3 separate regions of the Sus scrofa genome follow, and all the other regions are linked to region 1. A link is a contact called in public Hi-C and HiChIP or PLAC-seq data. All regions are on one chromosome and are shown on one strand. Each heading gives the region's core, a stretch centred on a gene start, on an enhancer-like site or on the middle of the called end of the contact. The rest is flanking DNA. Distances are from core to core; before and after follow the strand shown.

Evidence for each region. A called contact is a pair of places that touch in the nucleus more often than the background predicts. HiChIP or PLAC-seq counts read pairs in DNA pulled down with a chosen protein or histone mark.
Region 2: an H3K27ac HiChIP or PLAC-seq map of skeletal muscle shows a contact between it and region 1. The contact joins two enhancer-like sites. A contact is called at or near these places in 7 of 47 Hi-C or Micro-C datasets (blood, fetal liver, liver and 2 more) and 1 of 2 datasets of contacts at active chromatin or transcription factors (skeletal muscle).
Region 3: a Hi-C map of skeletal muscle shows a contact between it and region 1, with 9 times the contacts expected there. The contact joins the promoter of DPH1 here to the enhancer-like site in region 1. A contact is called at or near these places in 5 of 5 promoter capture datasets (fetal liver, fetal skeletal muscle, liver and 1 more), 33 of 47 Hi-C or Micro-C datasets (adipocytes, adipose tissue, alveolar macrophages and 17 more) and 2 of 2 datasets of contacts at active chromatin or transcription factors (alveolar macrophages and skeletal muscle).

Annotation. Positions count from the first base shown.
Region 1 is chr12:48,055,457-48,058,219 of Sscrofa11.1, reverse strand. No RefSeq gene overlaps it. Among named protein-coding and RNA genes, the nearest start is that of RPA1, 47 kb to the right of the region's middle. Within about 2 kb of position 1,324, at least 13 of the 83 cell types and tissues checked have an H3K27ac peak or open chromatin away from gene starts, as enhancers often do. A contact at or near this core is called in epiblast stem cells, fetal skeletal muscle and skeletal muscle, where this site is marked.
Region 2 is chr12:48,123,457-48,126,156 of Sscrofa11.1, reverse strand. All of the region lies in intron 1 of RTN4RL1 (reticulon-4 receptor-like 1), which reads left to right. Among named protein-coding and RNA genes, the nearest start is that of RTN4RL1, 22 kb to the left of the region's middle. Within about 2 kb of position 1,431, at least 38 of the 83 cell types and tissues checked have an H3K27ac peak or open chromatin away from gene starts, as enhancers often do. A contact at or near this core is called in skeletal muscle, where this site is marked.
Region 3 is chr12:48,144,962-48,147,723 of Sscrofa11.1, reverse strand. It overlaps DPH1 (2-(3-amino-3-carboxypropyl)histidine synthase subunit 1), which reads right to left and starts at 1,360. Exons shown (of 13, transcript XM_021067606.1): 1 at 1,229-1,360. The coding sequence starts at 1,292. It overlaps RTN4RL1 (reticulon-4 receptor-like 1), which reads left to right and starts at 1,415. Exons shown (of 2, transcript XM_021067605.1): 1 at 1,415-1,876.

The DNA.
Region 1 (2,763 bases), core at 75-2,574:
AAAGTAACTGGATTTGGGCAAGTTTCTTCCTCCACCCTCTCTGCAAAGTCTTGCAGGAACTTCACGCTAAAATTATGCTTTAATTTTAATTAGCCAAATAGGTCATAAATATAGCTTATTCCCAAATCCTTACAATGTCTGCCCTGCAAGCACTGATCTCCTAATGAGAAAATATTTCTGCAAAAACCCACTTACCATTAAAAATCCGATCCAATATTTTTCTAATATAATTTATCAATTTAAACACATTGCATAATGTGATATTCTGTAGCATTCCATTAAGATGATAAATAGCGGTGGGGGGGGCAAACAAGATATTAAATATATCACAAGCAGTGTATTCAAATAACCCTGGCCATCGCCAAGGAAGAGACACTGTTCCCATCCTCGAATACAGTCTAAGCTCAGCTGCATATCCCTGACTGTAAGGGTATTAATAGGACAGAAGAAGGGGGGCAATAAGAAATGACAGGCAACTTCAGTAGAAATAAAATTTCTATTAGGCTTTGTTATAAGATTACATCAAAGCAATTCATATGTTTTAATCTGGAGAGAGAAAAAGCAACGACTTGGGGTTTGTGCCTGGGGGCCGCCTCTGTGGATCGAACCACACAGTTTGCATAATGAACAATTTTCATTCAATCAGGATCTCAGCATAGATAGCTCCCACTCAAAAGGTCCTAGACACTGGCTCATAGTTTTTAATTCTCCCAGCTCCCCCTGCTGGAGGAAGAGCGTGTAACAGGGAGGAAGGGATGGAGGGCTGCTTTCTAAGCCACTGCTCTAAATTCAGATCCTTTATAAAGTTAGAGACCGGACTTTATTCATTCCCTGCCCCCCCCCAAGCAGAAAGACCTAGAAATGTCCTCAGTAAGACAGGGGTGCACCTCCTTTAGCACTACCTATAGGAGAAAAGAGGCTGGGGGTGGGGGGTTGTTCGCCCTTTCCACTGTTGACCGAGTTAGGGGTTTTAGAAACTGCTATTTGCATCCCGGCCCAAATATGGAGGCACTGCAGTTGCTGGAAGCTGACTGGTGGACATGGTCGCCGGTGTAAAACCCCACATGTCATTCCTACCTGGCTAATCAACCTTCAAGTTTCCCAGCTGTCCAGGTCTTCATAAAATAAAATGGAAAAAGAAAAAGAAAAAGAAAAAAAAGCTACCCACATGGAATTGCATTTTCATGCACAATGGAAAACTTAAAAGCTGAACAAATCGTTTTGAAAAACTGGCACAGACGACGCTGGCTTGAAGGAAGGGAAGTCCTGGGCGAGCCGGCCGCGCCAGGACCCGGCGCTGCGGCCTAATCCGCCTTGATCCGAGGGTTTAGCGCGGCTCCCGCCGCTTCTCCCCCTCCGCGGAAGCCGCGGAACCGCTCGGCCCCATCCACCTGGCTCCTTCTCGAGCCCAGCGCCTTCTGCTTTTCCGCGGGGAGGCCGCGCCGGGAGGGGGAGCGACATGAAGCCGTGTGAAACTGTTTTCGAAAACCTGGGATGATCATTTAAATGTTTAAAATATGCACATGGTAATTCAAAACTAATTACCCTGAGCACATTTGAAACATTCATGCCATCATCTCTGGATCCTGCCTGCTGATTGTGTGCCACAGCTCATTCTGGTGTTTCTATAAACTGCTCCAGCGATTTTAAGTTCCAGGCTAAATCAGGCAGCCCGGGCCCTGCCTCCCGCCCTGGTTGGTGGAGAGACCCCTTCCCCCCACATCCAGGAAAGGAGGCGGCGCCCGCTTCCCCAGGAGAGCCATTTGTCATGGTCAGGTAGTTCTGGCTGCCGAGTCATTGCTCTCAGAGCTGTTCATAATTGTCATTTCCATTATTTAATTTAGGTTAAGATGACCTCTCTCCCCACCGAAGCCTTTCCCAGGCTCCCTTCCCATCCCCCTCCCCTGCTTCTGCACGAGGACCCATTTCCGGGTTCACTCTGGGGCATCAGAAAGTTGCCTCGACGACCCACCGTTTGGGGGGTGAATATTGGACATTTTCACGAAGGCCAAAGGGTTGTAAGGTGGCCTCCTCCACCAGCCCTCTTGAGAACAGGACTGCACGTGCCCCCTCCCTCCCCAGGGAGCAGCAGCCATTGCTGGGCACAGGTTACTCTAGCCAAGGGCATGCGCGCACATGCACCTCAAAATGCACCTCCCACACGGGGGCAAACCTTGCTAACAGACTGGGCTCATTAGACCCAGGCAGGTCCTGAAGCAAATTCAGTTCCCCGTTTTCCAGAATAAAATGAGTTCTCTTCCTTTGGGGGCACTAAACCAGCAGGCCAGTAGCTCAGAGACTGAGAAGGGTGATGCTGTGGCTGAAATAACTTTGACTTCCCCAGTTTATTCAAGGAGACTGATCTCAGCTGAGGAGCTGGAATGGGAAGAGGAGGCACAATTCTAGAGTCGGGAAATGAGCACCGCTTTATAAATATGCTCCACGAAACAGAGCAGTGATGGTCAAAGTCTTCTTAGCGCTTAGAAGCAGCTCAAACCCAGGGGTGGGTTGCAGACGTTAAGAAATGCGAAACTGGGTTAGAGTCCCACCACCAGCTGAAGGTTGATAGAGTGATATTACCGGGTTTAACTAGGGCCATTAAGAGACTCTTCATTATCCCCACAGCCCCGCCACCAAAGCTATCACATGAGCCATAATGCAAGAGAGAATTTTCATTCCATCAACAAGAGAGGGAGCCAGTCTATCTTTGTCCAAAGAAAATGAGCCGCCCAGCATGAAGCTTGTGAGGAATTGAGTGTACAA
Region 2 (2,700 bases), core at 182-2,681, 68 kb before region 1:
AAAGAAAAGGGAAAGAAAATAGTCCTTACACAAATGCCGCTGCAGTGTCTGCCAGGACCTAAGATCTGGTACTATCTATTTTTTAATAATTGAGGGTAATAAATATGTATTTCTTTCTCCTCACCCCCCCCATCCTCCGCAGCTTGTCAGCTCCCTGTGTCTCTCCTCTGATCAGACCAAGTCTTCCCCAAGCAAAAAAAAAAAAAAATCCTTTAAGCAAAAAGGATTAAAGCCTTGAAAGTAGGTCTGCCTGAGCTCTCCCCATCCTCTCCCTCCCTCTCCCCCAGGGTTAGAGGAGAAAGGCCCCTCAGGGGAGCTAGGGACAGGGGTGGGTGGGAGGTGGGCTGATGCAGCCCGACCCTGCTGGAGCAGACCCGCAGGAGCAGAGGGCCTCCCTGGGCCCCATTCAGTTCCAGTCCCAGGCCCACCTGGGAGAGGTGGCCCAGCCAGCCCAGCCCAGCCTGGGCCTCCAGTGGTCCCTGAGGAAGGACTAACCTGAGAACCAGGTCCCCCAGTTTGCACAGTACAAGACAAGGGAAGGAGGACTTTGGTCTCAGTTCTAGCCTGGCTTTGCAACCTGGCTTTGTGCTTTAAGGGTCTGTGTGACCCTAGAGCCAGCCTCGGAACCTCAGTTTCTCCATCTATAAAATGGGAATAGAAATAGTACCTACCTCCCACAGAATCAAATAAAGATGGTCCAGAGCCTAGCCATGATAAATACAAAATAAAATTAATTTCTATTTTAATCCAGTTCTTCTTAGACACAGAGAGAAGTCTGTAATCTCCCCCACCCCATGGCTTTCCACAGCTCCCAAGGGCCTGCCAGGCAGCATTCCCAGCACCCCAGGAAGAGGGCGTTGAAACCGAGGCTGAGTGGTGCGGTTAGGAGCCTTGCCTGAGGCTGGTGGATCAGTAGCTGATGGAGCTGGAACTCAAAGTAGGACTTGGATCCCCTCCCCCAACTCTGGTCTTGCCACCCTTTCCTCCACCCTATGTGCCTTCTGACAGGGCACCCAATATCCCTGTCTCTGGGCCCAGGAACCAAGCCAGGAATCAACCCAGGAAGGGCCTGGCCAGGCTGGAGAGGGAGCACCTGGGCAGGGGCAACTGTGGCTGCTGTTTGGCAGACCCTCCTTCCTCCCCCTGCAGCTGCCAGCCTTTGCATTTCTGCTGAGGCAGCAGCCCTGCCTGGCCCAAGTGGGCCTCCCTCCCTCTGTGCTGGGCACATGCACACAGGGCTGGCTGCAGGTGGTGGGCTGCCTGCCCTTGCCCGCACCCAGGCCCAGAGCCCCTGGTCTGCCCCAGTGCTCCGTGCTTGGCCACTGGGCCTCTAGGGCCCCACCACCCTCCCCTGGGGACGGTCTGGCCCTGGCTGCTCTGGGCCTGAGGCCGGAGAGGAGAGGCAAGGCTGAGAGGCCGGAGGGCAGGAAAAGCAGGGAGGGAGGTGGCTATTTATAGCTGGCTTTGCTTTTGTTCCTTTTCCAGCAAGGCTTCTCTTTAAATAGGAGCAGGGCTGGAGGCTGCAGCTCTTCCCCAGCTGCCTGTAGTCAGTGCGCATGCGTGTGTGCCTGTGTGTGCCTGTGTGTGTGTGTGTGTATGTGTGTGTGTGTAGGGGACACATGCATGGGGTGGGGTGGCAGTGGTCACTTCAGTGCATGTTTGTACAGGGATGGGACGAGGGGACAGTCAGCTCTGTGGGTGTGCACTCCAACACGTATGGAGGTGGGGATGGGTGTTCTTTGTGTGTGACTGTGTGTGCTAGCATATGTTCATGCATGCATAAGGATGGGGCAGCTGCATGTGTCTGTTAGTGGGACACATATATACATGACAGGGATGAGGCAGCCACTCCTTAGTCACTGTGTGTTTGTGGGCCTGTGCATACATATCTATGTCGAGATGAGGGCGGGGTGTGTGTGTCATTGCACGTGTAGAATGTGATTGTGAGCAGCCCTTTAGGGTGGGTCTGTGGACATTGTAACAGGATTGTTGGGGAGTGGTCACCTGGGGGGTGTGTGTGTGTGTGTGTGTGTGTGTGTGTGAGTGTGTGTCATGGTGAACACTGCAGTAGAGAGGTGGAAAGGGATGGCAGCTCTAATCGAGTGTACACCAGACTGTAGACTTCATGGGGGCCCTGTCGATCCAGCACTCTGCCCCCGCCAGCACCTGTACAGGTGTGGAACAGTAAATGCACGACTAGGAGTTGTGCGTGTGGCGTGTAAAGCGTCTCCAGGGTGCTCCCTGGCTGCAGAGGGGCTTGGCAGGCCCGCCCATCCAGCAGGTTCTAGAGCACTCCCAGAGCTGGTCTCGGTCCCCCTGGGGCCCAGACTACCCTCTCTCCCTCTTGGAAGCCCACCTGGCAGGTGGGCAGAGTGTGCCAGGGCACTGGCACCTGGCCGCCTTGGGTAGAATAGTAGGAAAGTGCGACCAGATGCTGGGTGAGCCCGGTGAGGAAGCGCCGGGGCTTTGGGGGGGCCGTCCTGGGTGTCCATCTATCCATCTGGGCGTCTTCTGCCTCGATTTCACTTCTGCGCAAGGGCGAGAAGGTGCCGGGTCAGGAATCAGACCAGGGCGGACTAGAGATGCGGTTTAGAGCAGCTCGGGCGCTCGGGCAGAGGCCGATCGGGGTTGGGGTCGCGTTGAGCCGGGTCGGGCTCCCGGGTCTGCCGGCCAGACCGACGCGTTCGAGGGAGCGGGTTC
Region 3 (2,762 bases), core at 111-2,610, 89 kb before region 1:
CCTACTACCCATAATTCAGTTTAGCCCAATCCCCAGTTCTCTCTTTAGGCACCAGACAGCTCTAGAATGTGACAAGGCGAGAAATGAATTTATTCAGCGAATTATTATTATTATTATTATTATTTATTTATTTATTTTGTCTTTTTGCCTTTTCTAGGGCCGCAACCGCGGCATATAGAGGTTCCCAGGCTAGAGGTCTAATCGGAACTACAGCCGCCGTCCTACGCCACAGCCACAGCAACGCGGGCTCCAAGCCCTGTCTTCGAACTACACCACAGCTCACGGCAACGCCGGATCCTTAACCCACTGAACAAGGGCAGGGCTCGAACCCGCAACCTCATGGTTCCTAGTCGGATTCGTTAACCACTGCACCACGACGGAACTCCTCAGCGAATTATTTATTGAGCCTGCACTATATGCCTAAACTTCTGCCAGGGATTCTGCCAGACCTGACACTTCAGCCCGGGGCTGGGGTGGGTGGGTGCAAGGGTGGTGGTAGTGATGGTTCAGTGGAGAACTAGAATGGCAGGCTAGAACTCTAAGTCCAGATTTAAAGGTTACCACTGCTATGATTTTTGTTCAGTTGTCTCAAAGGGCCGGTGTCTCTACTCCTGCCCCTCACAGAAGCTCCTCTGACAGGCTCAAGTCCCTTGTGTTGCTGGGGTGTGGGAGCTGCTAATTCTAGCAGCTCAATTCGTCCCAAGGGCCAGTAGGCGCCTCCTCCTTTATCACTTGGCTGTAACCTTCTGCTTACGTTAGTATTCTTCCGTAGACTGCGAGAGATCCCTGAGGGTAGGGCTGCAGTCAAGTCCATACACCTAGCACAGGCCAGCTGCAAGGGTCGGGTGAATGAAACCTTGCGCCTCTTCCCTGAAGCATTCTCCGAGGGCACGCTAGGGGAATGCCTGGCTCCCTCCCTCCCTGTCAGGTCCGTCCTATCCGTGAGTCTACAAGCGTCTGTCTGCCCGCCAAGGCAGGGAGGCAGCGTTTACGGCTTGAGGACTACGAGCTCCTAGGAGGGGCTGCTCCTGACCATGCCTTACGGCTACAAAAGAAGGGCCGGTCCCCCTGGGCTCCAGCGACAGCAGCCCGAAGGAAGTGACCGCGAGGCCTTCTGAGTCTGGCGCAGAAAGGCGCCGCTGCCGTTAAAGGGGGCTGGTCCTGTCCCTGACTTGGGGACCCTATGCCAAGATGCGAGGTCCAGAGGCCGCACCCGTGTAGTACCCACCTCTGCCCGGGCCGTTTCGGCCGCGGGGCTCTGTGGCCTCGGCCGCAACTAGCGCCGCCATCATCACCTGGCCCACGTTGGGACCAGAAAGACAGCACTAGAAGAACGCTGAGAGCGCAGACAAGCGCGATCGATCGCCGATCGGCCAGCGACGGGCGGGGATTTGGGAGGCGGGGACCGTGAAGGAGAAAGATAGGGGCGTGGCTAGAGTGGGCCCCTGCCTCAGCTCCGAAGGTCGTGACTCTCCGGAGCCCCTAGTGGTCCCCGACCACCGCTGTTGCGTGCTCTCGGCGACTCTGTCCCACCTCCCCTTCCTTCCCGGCAGCCCGAAACTGGCTCTCCCGGAATGGTGCCCCTCTATTTGCCAACTTTTTGGCCCAGTTCTGCGGACAGAGTCTTGTGAATGGGGATACCACCAGGTCTTCCTTCAGCTCTCCTCCGTGTCTCCTCGGTTATGGGCCCTGGTGGCGGTGGGTAGGGGCGCATTCCCAGCCTCTGAGGACCCCACTGACTGGACAGGACAGAACTCACCGGCCACCGGGCCAGTTCCAAGTTGAAGCTTGGTGCCGATTTCCGGAGCGCCGGGGTGCTCCTTACACCTTAGAACCCACAGAGTGAAAGGTTCACGTGTGAAAAACTGCTACCAGGGTAAGACCCCCCGCCCCGGCCTGAGGGTGCTTTCCCGGGAGGGTTCAGAAGTCCAAGGTCTCAACTGCCTAAACCTTCCAGATTCTGGCCAGTGTTTGCCCTGCCTAGGCTGCCTCTCAGGCCTTGGTAGCCTTTCTCCTGATCAGGGGCCTGAGCTCCTGGGATCCCAAAGAGAAGTCAGAACAGCCAGCGAGACAGACTTGGCCTTTGGAGGAGCAGGGTACCTGCAGGACTGGCTTGCAGCAAGGTCTGCCCCCTAGAGCAAGGTTCCCCCAGGGCTGTTTGCCCACCCAGCCCTCTGGCACACCATCTTTTTCTCTGCTCTGTGTGAGCACATCTGGCCCTTTAAGGCAGCTCTCTGGCCTCAGGCTCCCCTGGAGGCCCTCCCTGCTTGGAAACTCCTAATTAAGGTGCAGGGAGAAGTGAAAAACAAGCAGCCAGGGACAGGCCCTGCCTGGGAGGCTGCCCAGAGAGGAGGGCTGGCTGAGCAGGCTGGGAATGAGCAGCCAAGGGGAGGACCAGAAGGGGTCAGTGCTCTGCCTCTCAGACCACCAACTGATGCTCTTAGGACAATCACAGCTTTGGACAGGAATGTAGCCAACATGGGTCCAAGGAACACCCTGTCACCTTGACAAGAGTCCAGCCTGGACTTTCCCATTTCCTCCAGGTTCTCTGGACCAGGGTGCAGGATCTCAATTCCAGGAACAATCTGAGTCGAGTCTCTCCCCATTCAGGACCCTAAGGCCCAGCCTGTGGACAGTTGTCGCTCTGGCTGCAGCTGTGTGTTCCAAGAGGGAAAGATTGGCTCCAGCAGAGTAGCGGCTTCTCCTTAGCAGGCCCCGAACCCCTTAGGGCCTTTCCCTAGGCAGAGGTGGAGCCTGTTAAT